Linked DNA regions of Mus musculus: region 1 is linked to region 2. Evidence: chromatin contacts called from public promoter capture Hi-C data. All regions are on one chromosome and are shown on one strand. Each heading gives the region's core, a stretch centred on a gene start, on an enhancer-like site or on the middle of the called end of the contact. The rest is flanking DNA. Distances are from core to core; before and after follow the strand shown.

Region 1 (6,126 bases), core at 324-2,823, 1.5 Mb after region 2:
AAATTGAAGGTACCACTCTGAGTTCATTGTTGGGAATCATACTAAAACATTAGAGAAATAAATTGATTACTCATTTATCTTTATAACCTACAGTTTTATGTAAACACCCTTTCCTACTTATTACCTGTGAATTCCTCGGGGCTTATTGGTACCAAGCTTGCTTTCCTGTCGGGCCTAGTTCTCATAGTCCTTTCCTGAGGAAGTTAATCAGCTCTCACCCAGGCTGTGCATATATTAATGGTAAAACACCACAGGACAAGAACAACCTAAGATATCCACCACAAAACTGAGTTCAATCTGTTCAAACATCCTGAGGCTGTAAACAGTGTAAACTGCTTGCTTCGTTCAGCCAGTAACACACGTTCATGATACTTAATACCATAAAACGTTTAAACACTACTAACCGCTGGCAGCCAACAGAGTCCTTGATAAGCCGCATCAACCTACCCTTCGCCCTCTTTCTGCCCCGCGATCACAGCTAGGACCAGAAAACGAAGCCATGGTGACTAATCTCCAGGCTTCAGGAGGTGACTGGGGTAAGTGAAAGCGACTTGGCCCAATCAGGAGAGCCGCAGGGGCGGGTCAGCAGCGCCGAGGTTTCCAGAAAGGGCCAAAGGCCTATTCGCTTGCTACTTGACACCGGGGCTTCCCCGCCGCCGGCCCCGAGTGAGGTCAACTTTCCACCGCCAGAGGGGGAGCGCGCACTCCGCACCCCCTCTCCCGCCCGCAAGAATCCAGCCTCCTCCCAGCTGTCACCAGATGCCGGCTCGAGGCCCGCCCCGCTCCATTCATAACCCGGAGCCCCGGCCGCCGCAGCCCGTCCACTCCGCACCACAACCCCCTGCAGGCACTGAGACAGGGAGAGGGCGATGGGACCCCCAGCCCTCCAGGCTGCCGCCGGACCCCCTCCCCGGAAACAGCAATGCACCACGGGAGTGGGGTGGGGGCCGCATGCCGCCGAGAGGGAACAGCGACCACCGCCAGCCTGCCCCCGAGCGCGGCCCCACGCGCACACGCCCCCTCGCTCAACCGCGGCTGTCGGCTGCCGCCCTGGGTCGCGAGGCGCCGGCCGCCGCCCGGGCCACCGGCAGCCGCCACACACGCCGCCGGCCGCCATGTTCGAGGCCGCCGGCTGCGGGGCACTGCGGGGACACCGAGGGCGGCGTGGCCCAGCCCAGGCGCCGGACCCTCCCGCGCCCCTAAGTCCGGTACTCACGTGAGATAACGGCCCAAAGAGTCGGGTAAAGCGTCTTCTCTTTTTCGGCGGAATTTTTAAAGAGGGATGTGGTTACCTTGAGCAGAAATACCCAAGGCGGCCTGGGCCATAGGCTGCGGGGACGACGTGGGGGAAACGCGCGGCACCGACACCAGCTGAGCAGCAGTGGCGGCGGCAGCCGAACTGGAGAAATGGAGCGGCGCGAGAAAAAGAAGAAAGGCGCGAACTGGGTGGGGAGAGGATTCAGCCTCGTCACTCCGCAGAGCAGCAGAGCGAGAAGGATGAGAAGAGCAGAGCAGGAGACAACCAGAGAGAAAAACGGAAACACCGCGGCGAGAGTTGAGCCAGAGAGTGTGGGAAGGCGGTGCCAGAGACGCCAGTATTTATACTCAGGGGGGCGGGGGCTGCTGACGTCACAGACGGCCGGTCGGCCGCACGACGGGGGTGGGGCCTGTGCCGCCGGGGAATGTGGGAGGGGCGGAAGGGGAAGGACAGCCTTGTGCAGTTAGGGGGCCGAAGGGCGGGACCACCGGGCCTGGCAGGTGCTGGCCCGGCGCTCGCTTCCCGCCCTCGCGCTGCAGCCGCTCCCCAGCGGGCTGCTAGTTTCGTAGGCGGGGCAGAGGGCGCGCGGCCCAGCGGATCGCGGATCGCGCCCTCGCCCTTGCGGCGCCTGCGCGCCACGCTAGCAGCCAACGATCCGCTTTGTGAGCCGGCAGCTAGTCCATGCTGACGGCAGCCTTCGGGACCGTCCTGGGTCCTCGGCTTACCGACTCCAGTATTTTAGGAGAGGAGGGTGTGCGCCATCACGGGGCTTTCTCGGTGCACTAGTTTATGTAACAACTGTATACTATGCCCGGGGACTGTATTCCGAGGGAGAGGTTCCCGCCTCTCCATGGGTTGCGGAGCTCCGTTATGAAAATGAGTTCCCCGTGGCCAGCAAGAACCAGTCCGGTGTGGTTACTGAGGCTTTGATCGTACCAGAATGTTCCTCCGTGTTCGCATGTTGCAATATGGTGCAGTAGATTTTTTTTTTAAATGTGGCTTTTCTTTCTTTGTCTTCATTTTCAAAAAGGGTTGATGCAGTCAGACCCAGCCCTATTAAAGCGGGGCCAGTGTTGCTGAAGTTACATGACTTAAAGGCACATCTCTTTAATCCTCTGCATTTCTCGTTTGAAGTCATTCTTTTTTTTTATTCTTTTGTTTTGTTTCTCCAGAAAGGCTTTCTCTGTGCAACCCAAGCTGTCCTGGAACTCCCTCTATATACCAGGCTAGCCTTGAACTCTGCCTGGTATATAGGTGCTCCTAGGTGCTCCTGCTAAAGGCACGTGCCACCACACCAGGGTTTCTCTCTAATCTTGTTTGTTTTGTTTTGTTTTTCTTCAGTTTTTCGAGACAGGGTTTCTCTGTATAGCCCTGGCTGTCCTGGAACTCACTCTGTAGACCAGACTGGCCTCGAACTCAGAAATCTGCCTGCCTCTGCCTCCCAAGTGCTGGGATTAAAGGCGTGCGCCACTACTGCCCGGCCGTTTTTTCTCTATTCTCTATTATTTAATAAACTTTTATTACTAAAGTAAAATGACGGATGTAGCCTCCCCCCTCCCCTTATATTTAAAATCCTTTTTCTAGCTGGATGAGGTGGTGCATGCCTTTAATCCCAGCATAAGAAGGCAGAAGCTGATGGATCTCTTGAGTTCAAAGTTAGCCTGGTTTCTAGACAGCTTGAGCTACACGTAGTGAAACCCTGTCTGGAAAAAGGAAAAACCAAAGGCCATTTTATCACTAGCAGTCAGTCCTAGCCTGCTAAATCTTTGCAACTCCAGACTCAGCACAATGAAGGGGAGGGACAGGCAGACAGGGCACTTCTCTGTAGCTGAAACTGACCTCCAAATAGCAAGTCTCCTGCCTCAATTTAAGGGGATTGAGATTACAGTCGTGTATTACCCTATTTATGATGCCCCTTCAACGTAAGATCTTTTAAAGTAAGACCCTGAACCCTCTCTCCTTCACATTCTTTCACTCCATTTATCTTGTAATCGGTACAGTAATTAATAAATCACCAAGGCAGAAAGAAAGGAAGAGCTCTTGCAGATTTGGTAAGGCCAGAATGTTTCAGAGGTAGAGAGTATTACAAGTTGGGAACTGTGAGCTCAGTTTCTGGTTTTTGTTTCCCCTATTTTTCTTGACATATCTTAGCTTTCTCTTACCTCCTCCCTCTCCATCCCTCTCTCCCCTCCCCTTTTCCTTTTTTGAGATAGGAAGTTAATATATTGCCCGTGCTGGCCTTGAATTCATGTCAGTCTTGACCTCTAGAGTTCTGGGATGTGAAGTTATGATCCACTGTGCTCAGTCTCTAACACTTTTGTTAAGTTCTGATCCATTTAAACTGCAGCAACTTCCCAAGGAGGCTCTTGCCCACATGAACACACCATTTGACATTTTGTTTGCAGTCTAGCAGGAGAAATGGAATGTTCGTAAAATAACCAAATTGTTGACAGATAACAAGGTAAATGCTGTAAGGAACCAAGTAGAAGGAAGAAATAACTTCATCTGAGAGAAAAGTTCTCAGGAAACAGTTCAGAGTGAATCTAGGGTCTATGTTCCAGGGAAACAGGATTCTGTCAAAGGAAGCAGATGAAAGAAAGGGCAGAAATGGGTGGGCTGGAGAACTGGGAGTGGCTTTCCCGTTCCACTCTAGAGGCATGTTTGCAAAGGAGATTAAATAAAAAGTTCTATTAGGGAGGGATTGATAAGGAATTAGAACTTACCCTTCATTCTAGAAACATTTTAAATAGGGACAATATTGAATATCGTACTGATAATGTCATATACATATGACTAAATACATATGATATGCTGCTAGTTTTTTTGATTCATGGTCTAACTATGTAGCCCAGGCCTCCCAGTCATCCGGACGCTGCCTCCCTATTGCTGGAATTACAGTAGTATTCCACCACACACCGAGAGATGTTTTAAAAGATTATTTAGTGGATTGCAAAGAAGAAGATAGATGGTTTGGCAGAAATAAGCACAATCTTACTAAGAAATTCAGCATGTTGATGCATGCATATAATCCCAGGACTGGGGAAGCAGAGGCAGGAGGCCAGCCAAGTCTACACAGTAAGACCCTAACTCCCAGCTGAGCGTGGTGGTGCACGCTTTTAATCCTAGCACTTGGGAGGCAGAGGCAGGTGGATTTCTGAGTTCGAGGTCAGCCTGGTCTACAGAGTGAGTTCCAGGACAGCCAGGACTGTACAGAGACACTGTCTCAAAAAAAACAAAACAAAACAAAACAAAACAAAACAAAAAAACAAAAAAAAAAACAAAAGCCAAAACGCCGGGCGTGGTGGTGCACGCCTTTAATCCCAGCACTTGGGAGGCAGAGGCAGGCAGATTTCTGAGTTCGAGGCCAGCCTGGTCTACAGAGTGAGTTCCAGGACAGCCAGGCCTACACAGAGAAACCCTGTCTCGAAAAACAAAAAAACAAAAACAAAAACAAAAACAAAAACAACCCAAAACAAACAAAAAAAGACCCTAACTCTCAACAATAGTGATACTCACTCCCACCCTCCCCCTCCAAAAACCCCTAAACATATGTGATGGTACATGCCTGTAATCCTAGCACTGAGGGGAGAGGGAGTAAAAAGCAGAAAGATTGCCATACATTGTAGAACATTCTAGTTCAGCCTGGATGATGAGAGTGCCTCCCCTTTCAAAAGAAAGAAACCCAAATTCAGGTGGTCCCCTGGAAATGACGAACTGTAGAGCCCTTTGGTGTGAACTTGGGAGCCTTTATTATAGACAAAATTGAAATGTTGCACTGATAAGATAGAAGTTGAGCAGAATACCTAGAAAAGTGCTAGGGAGAGTGGACTTGGGCAGAAAATATTATAAAGGTGGGAAGAAAAAAAATGTGAGACCCAAGTACAGCCATTAGTGGAGAAAGGGTCTGAAAAGTTATTTAAGACTTTCTGTTGCCCAGTTTCAGTGGAGTAGGAGGGCAGGAGGTTGCAGAAGTTCAAGTGAGGAATGTTGACATCTCTGAGTGGTAGGATACTGGACTATAGCCTAATCCAACATTTACAGCAGGAAGGATTCAGCAACGTCAATTGAAACTATGTAGCCATGTGTATTCAAATGGAAAGAACAATGTTACCTTTTAATGAACACAGTAGAAACTTGAAAATTGTACGGAGTTAAAATAGACAACATAGTAGGGGACTAACAGAATGATGACTATCTAATGAGAACAGCATATTTAATTATGTTTGAGGTTTGGGGTTTGGGTTATTCTGCCAAGTCAGGTTACTCATACACAAATCCAAAGGTAGTGCCAGTGAAAATATTATTAAATAGAGAACCCAGAGATTAAAATCATAATTACATTTACACTTAGGTCATTCTGATCCATTGATTCAAACCTACTTGCCTTTGTGCCAATAGATAGAAAAGATTGAATAAATTTATAGATAAAGGTAGCCAGGCAGTGGTGGCACATGCCTTTAATCCCAGTACTTTGAGGCAGAAGCAGGCAGATTTCTGAGTTCAAGGTCAGCCTGGTCTACAGAGTGAGTCCCAGGACAGCCAGGACTACACAGAGAAACCCTGTCTCGAAAAATCAAAGATAAAGGTAAGTCACTCAAAAGTAGGTAAGCATAAAATCACTGGTGATTTTTAGTAAATCACATGTAGTCAGTCAGTCACATAAGTAAATATGACCAATAATAATTGAGAAAAAAATCTCAGCTAATGAGAGCTCTGGTTTGAATGCTTACGTCCAGATGTAACAGGATTAGCAGGTGGGGCCAAATGAGGTGATTAGATCTTATGGGTAGAGCGACTGGATGAATGCCATTATGAAGAAGAGTTCCTTCTACAGGAGCAAGTTCAGTTCCCCACTCCCTCCCTCTTGT
Region 2 (5,305 bases), core at 910-3,409:
CTTCTGGTTAGACAGCACAAATTAAACCTGTTCACCCAGCATCTACCAGAGTAGTGCTTTGAAGCACATTAAAATGAGGTCCAATGCCACTTTGACTAGCACTGTAATTACATTTTAAACTTTGAAATTACTAAAAGACATGAATGTACAAGGGACCGTACTATGAAGAGGGTTGGCCTTTTCTGACTGCAATTCTCTTTAGCTACTGGATATAAAGTCAAAAGTGTTTCAGTGACAATCAAGCTCTCCTCATCATCCCCCACCACAATGGAAACTAAACAAACACACACGTACTGGACACATTCCCACTAGTATTACGTAGCAAACTGGAAGTCCATCCAGTCTTTCACCAACCATGAGAATGTTTAATATGCCAGCCTAATATATGAACTCGATTCCCACCCAAGGCAAATATAAACTGTTTGTCATGAAAATTATATTTCATTTTTGTGTTTTTAAACCAATGCCGTATCAATTCTCTAAGTTTCAATAGTATATTGGGGGGTTGTCTCACTACATATCTCTGGCTGGCCTGGAACTCACAGAGATCTGCCTGCCTCTGCCTCCTAAGGGCTGGGATTTTAAGGCCTGTGTCACTTCACCATGTTCCAATGGCATATTTAAAAGTACATTTTGATGGTGGGTCTTCAATACATGAACACCAATGCTTTGAAAACATTCCTTAAAAAAAAAAATTAATATATATGGGTACACTGTCGCTGTCTTCAGACACACCAGAAGAGGGCATCAGATCCCATTATAGATGGTTGTGAGTCACCATGTGGTTGCTGGGAATGGAACTCAGGACCTCTGGAAGAGAAGACAGTGCTCGTAACCGCTGAGCCATCTCTCCAGTCCTGAAAACACTCTTAATGTCCCCCTGTCTTAGTATCAGATCTTTACTAGATCATTCTGATTGTCTAAAACATCTTAACTCTTCCATAAAGCATGGCTTATGTATGTGAATTACTTGGTGAACAGATCTTAAGGGTTTTATGCTTAAGTTACAGAACCTCACATCAGTAATTCCAGAACTTTCCTTGCCATCTAGAAATTAAAGCAGCTACTTTGATAACCTTTTCATGAAGCGTGCTGTAAAAACAATGCCATCAGATAAGCAAAAACTATTTTTTAACTTTTGCGTTTAGGGCTTCTCCTAAAACACAACAGAACACCTAAGATTTAACCCATTTTCTTTACCACCACCAACGGTTACAAAAAGGCAAACGCTTCAATAAACACAAAATGTAACACTAGGCAAAGGAGATCTGTTCTAACAGGCTAGCTGAGCGGGGCAGGCCCCTAACTTCTGACAGCACAGATTTCCTTTCTGAAAGCAGAAGTGCAAACGATCCAACCACCTGCTTTCGGACAGTTCAACTTACAATTTGCTCTTGACCAGCTCATCGAGTTTTTGACAAAATCTTACGTATAAATCGCTCCCTGATTAAGTGGGACAAACTGAAAGGCAATAAATCGTTTGCAAACAGTTACCAGCTGATTTTTAATAAAAGTTTTAGCTTTCCCAGGAGGCTGCAAATGAGCTACGAACCAGGAAGAGTTCTTGGAATACCAGGACTCTTGAGAAGGAGGCCCTAAGGGGCCGCTTAAAGAGAAACAACTTACTCTGAGGCCGGGGAGCCAGGAAATGGGCTCACACTCTGCAACCAGCCAGAGCAAGGGGCCCAGGTCGGCTCCGCGGCACGATCCCAGCTCTCAACAGCCATTCGTGGGCAGACTCAACCCCACGGTTGCAGCCCGGCCCGCCCGAGGCCTCGGCGGCCCTCAGCCCCGCGCCCGCTCCGCCGGGAGTCCGACGCCCGCCCCGGCCTCCCGCCGCCGCGTGCCTCCCGCCCCGGCTCCCGCGTCCTGCGGCGCCGCTTACCCGGGCCGGGCCGGTCTGGCGTCCGAGAGACCGCGCAGCGCGAGAAGAGCTGGGCAGGACGAGTAGGGAAGGAAGGGTCGAGCCCCGCACCGCTTGGGGCCTCCGCCACCCGCAGAGGAAGGACCGAGCAGAGCCGGGAGCACAACAGCCCGCGCCTCGCACACCCGCCGCAGCGCGCGCCCGCCGCGCCTGAGCCCGAGGCAGGCCCGTCGCTCGTGCCCGCGCACGCCGCGCCGCACTCCCAGTCGCCTCAGCGCCGCCTGCTTGCCCGCGCGGTCCCGCCCCTCACCTTCCTGCGGCGGCTTTGCCCCGCCCCTCTAGCATGCCCGCGTCCTTCCGGTCTGCAGGCCAATGGCAGCTCTCCCCTGTTACATAAGCGCGCGGGGGCGGGGCCTAAGACGGGAACTGCGGGGCCCTCGCCCGCCCCTCTGCTTCCCGCCCGCTCTCTCGGTGTCGTCTCAGCGTGTCCCCCTGCCCTTGCGGTGTGTGACCTCCGGTCTACGGGCGGCTGTCGGCCGAGTGGCTCAGCAGTCACTCTTTCGTGTTTCACTCACCCGGCCTGGCCTTTGCCCCGCCGCCCTCGTTTTTCCCTGGCCAGCCGGGAGCCCTGTAAGGCGCTAGCCGGAGCGGCGGGGGAGTCGCGTCCGGGGCCCCGCGTGGCCGCCGCTCGGCCATGACCCCCTGCCAGACTCGCTGCCATTGTTCCCTCACTGGTTCCGTGCTCAGGGTATTTTGACTTACTAGGGACTTTCACATAGATGGAGACTTGAGCCTGAAAAATCGGCTAAATCCTAACGTGCTCGCTTGGCCTGTGCAGGCTGGCTATTGGATTGCTAATACTTGGGGAAAGAATAAAAGGTCGTTCCCCGCCTCCACTTGATTTAGACCACGTTGTGAACTTCAGATACCTTATTAAGAGCGATTGCAATTCTAACATCTAGTGGTGGTTAGAAATGGCGTTGTAAATCTCTGCATTTGTTGCCCTGTACCTGCAACAAGCTGCTCCCCATTAGATCTAATTAGGTTATAGGTATACTGCTTTTGTGGCCTTAAAACCACTATGTGGTTCAGTCTGTCCTAGAACTGAACCCTTTCACCTCCACAGGAGCTACATGACCATGTGTCGCCATGCCCAGTCAGAATCTCAAACTTGCCTGCCAGTAGCCAGAGAATTCGTTGACTATGAGCATAGTCTACTTTACTTGTACTATGATAACCTTGTCACAGTATTGTTAAAAATAGCCAGAAAGGTGCAACGCAGCTGGGCCATGATTGAAGTGGGCTCATCTTTGATTCATTTCACTTTATGCTCACAAGCCTTTATTAAAATGTAGTTACGTGTTTAAGTTTTGTTACTGTTGCTGATGGTAATCTGTAATCTCCTTTTTATTACTGTATAGCCAGTGACCAACAAAGTGCTGAAAAAACAATATTGAACAGAATGTGTCTAAAGAGACAGGTTTGGAACAGACATGTCAAGAAGCTATAACATAGTTATTAATGGTGGCCACATTTACTGTTGTGTTAATCTGCCTTTTGGGTTGAGAGTCTTGGAGGATCTAGACTTGGGAAATACAAAGAGCTGTTTGTCTAGTCATGAATGACAATGGACACTGCAACTAGACTGTGACATCTGCAGGGGTGAGGTGGTGTCTGAAGTCTTGTGAAGTAGGATTGGTTTGTTGCTTTTTGTCCTGTGGCCTGGGGGAATACTCAAAAGCTAGTATCCCTTGAGTTTTTAATTCATATCTCCTGCAGGAACCTGACAAAAGCTGTAGCTGGAGTTAGTTCTCTCTCTCAGGACAGGACTTTGTTAACCGGGGTCTATGGGGAGTCACTAGGTGTTTAGTGGTAGCTCTGCCTTCTTTCTGGCTGGGGCCAATAGCACCCCATTTTCACTTGAGGAAAAGTAAAAGTCTTTGAGGATACTTACAGATGTTCCCTGGGGGAATCCGAGTTCACAGCAGTAAACTCCACAATGTCTTCCTGCTATGCCTCTTACCCGCACACCTTCTGCTGGAGCTTTTTTCTTTTTTTTGTTTTGTTTTTTAAGACTGCCACTCAGGCCGGGCATGGTGGCACACACCTTTAATCCCAGCACTTGGGAGGCAGAGGCAGGCAGATTTCTGAGTTCGAAGCCAGCTTGGTCTACAGAGTGAGTTCCAGGACAGCCAGGGCTACACAGAGACACCATGCCTTGAAAAACCAAAAACCAAACCAAAACAAAACAAAAAGCCCCAGAACCCTGCCACACAGGTCTCTTGTCTCCTCTATGCTTTTTATCCTTGAAGGAGTCTGGCTCACTCCCTTGTTAAGCACTGTTACCTAGAGAATATGGTGTAATGGTAATTATATGTGGTGCTTAGGACATTTGAAATATACAGGGGAAGTATGAAGCCGGAGTGAGTATGCTTGAGCATGTGTGTGGTGACAGTGGGTAAAAGGCAGGGCCTCTGCTTTGCCACCAGCTGGTGTAGTGTCAGAAAAGTGACAGCAATCTAGACATGAACACTTAGGCTTCTGTGCACATTCCTGCATTTAATTATGAATGCTAACGACACTTGTGGTAACATTTTCCCTTTTCTGCCTATCGGCGGTCACTTTAAGATAGTATGCAACAAGAACTTGCTGATTTGCTATCCAAAATCCACCTCATGAAATGAAACTGCGCCTCTGGAGATGAAAGATGACAGGCTTATTGATGTGTTTGGATGCGTGCTGGGTTCCTGCGATGAGGTGATTGGTGAGTTCCCAGCATATTCATTCTCAATACATAATGTAATCCTAGAACCCAGGAGAGTGAGGCGGGAAGATGGATAGCCAAGGCTATGTAGTGAGTTCAAGGACAGCCTGAGCTATGTATCAGATCCTGCTTTTAAAAGACAAAGCAAACAACACAACCACACCGATAACAACCAAAACAGTCTCCCTGAGGGGCTCCTGTCTCTGTGGTGCTTCCCTTAGAGACAACCGTACAACCGTAGGAAAAGCGAAGGTGGTTGCTCCGCTGCCTCCTCCTTACCTGTGCACCTTCTGCTTGAGGCTTTTTGTTCAGTCTCGTGGCTCTGAATGTCACACTCCCTTGAGACAACGCCTGCATTTCCAGCTCTCATTCCAGCCTCTTTTGTGAGTTTGTATTGACAGTTCCGATGCCCGTTGCTCACTTCTGCCTTGATGTTTTCCAGCTACTTCACATTAGTGCCAGATTGTACTGACTCTGTGAAGCCATTGACTTGAGTGTTTATGTGCAGCGACACTTTAAAACATGCTGCCAGTTGAACTATAATGACTTTTGGTTGTAAGGCAAATCTTGATTTCAGTAAAATTAAAAGAAGTTTAAACAGTAATGTGGGATATTAGAAATGCATCAAAAAGAGTAAAGTACTTAGACAAGGCCTTACCAAGAGAGATTCCAAGCTT

The links. Promoter capture Hi-C pulls out the DNA fragments that hold promoters and counts their contacts.
Region 1: a promoter capture Hi-C map of pre-B cells shows a contact between it and region 2, with 4 times the contacts expected there. The contact joins the promoter of Azin1 here to the promoter of Zfp706 in region 2. A contact is called at or near these places in 1 of 39 promoter capture datasets (pre-B cells) and 1 of 9 other capture datasets (adipose tissue).

What each region holds. Positions count from the first base shown.
Region 1 is chr15:38,517,693-38,523,818 of GRCm38.p6, forward strand. Azin1 (antizyme inhibitor 1) reads right to left here and starts at 1,574. Exons shown (of 12, transcript NM_018745.5): 1 at 1,217-1,574.
Region 2 is chr15:37,005,243-37,010,547 of GRCm38.p6, forward strand. It overlaps Zfp706 (zinc finger protein 706), which reads right to left and starts at 2,160. Exons shown (of 4, transcript NM_026521.4): 1 at 1,886-2,160. It overlaps LOC115488529, which reads left to right and starts at 464. Exons shown (of 2, transcript XM_030248876.1): 1 at 464-468; 2 at 1,614-3,231. The coding sequence starts at 464. The coding sequence ends at 2,562.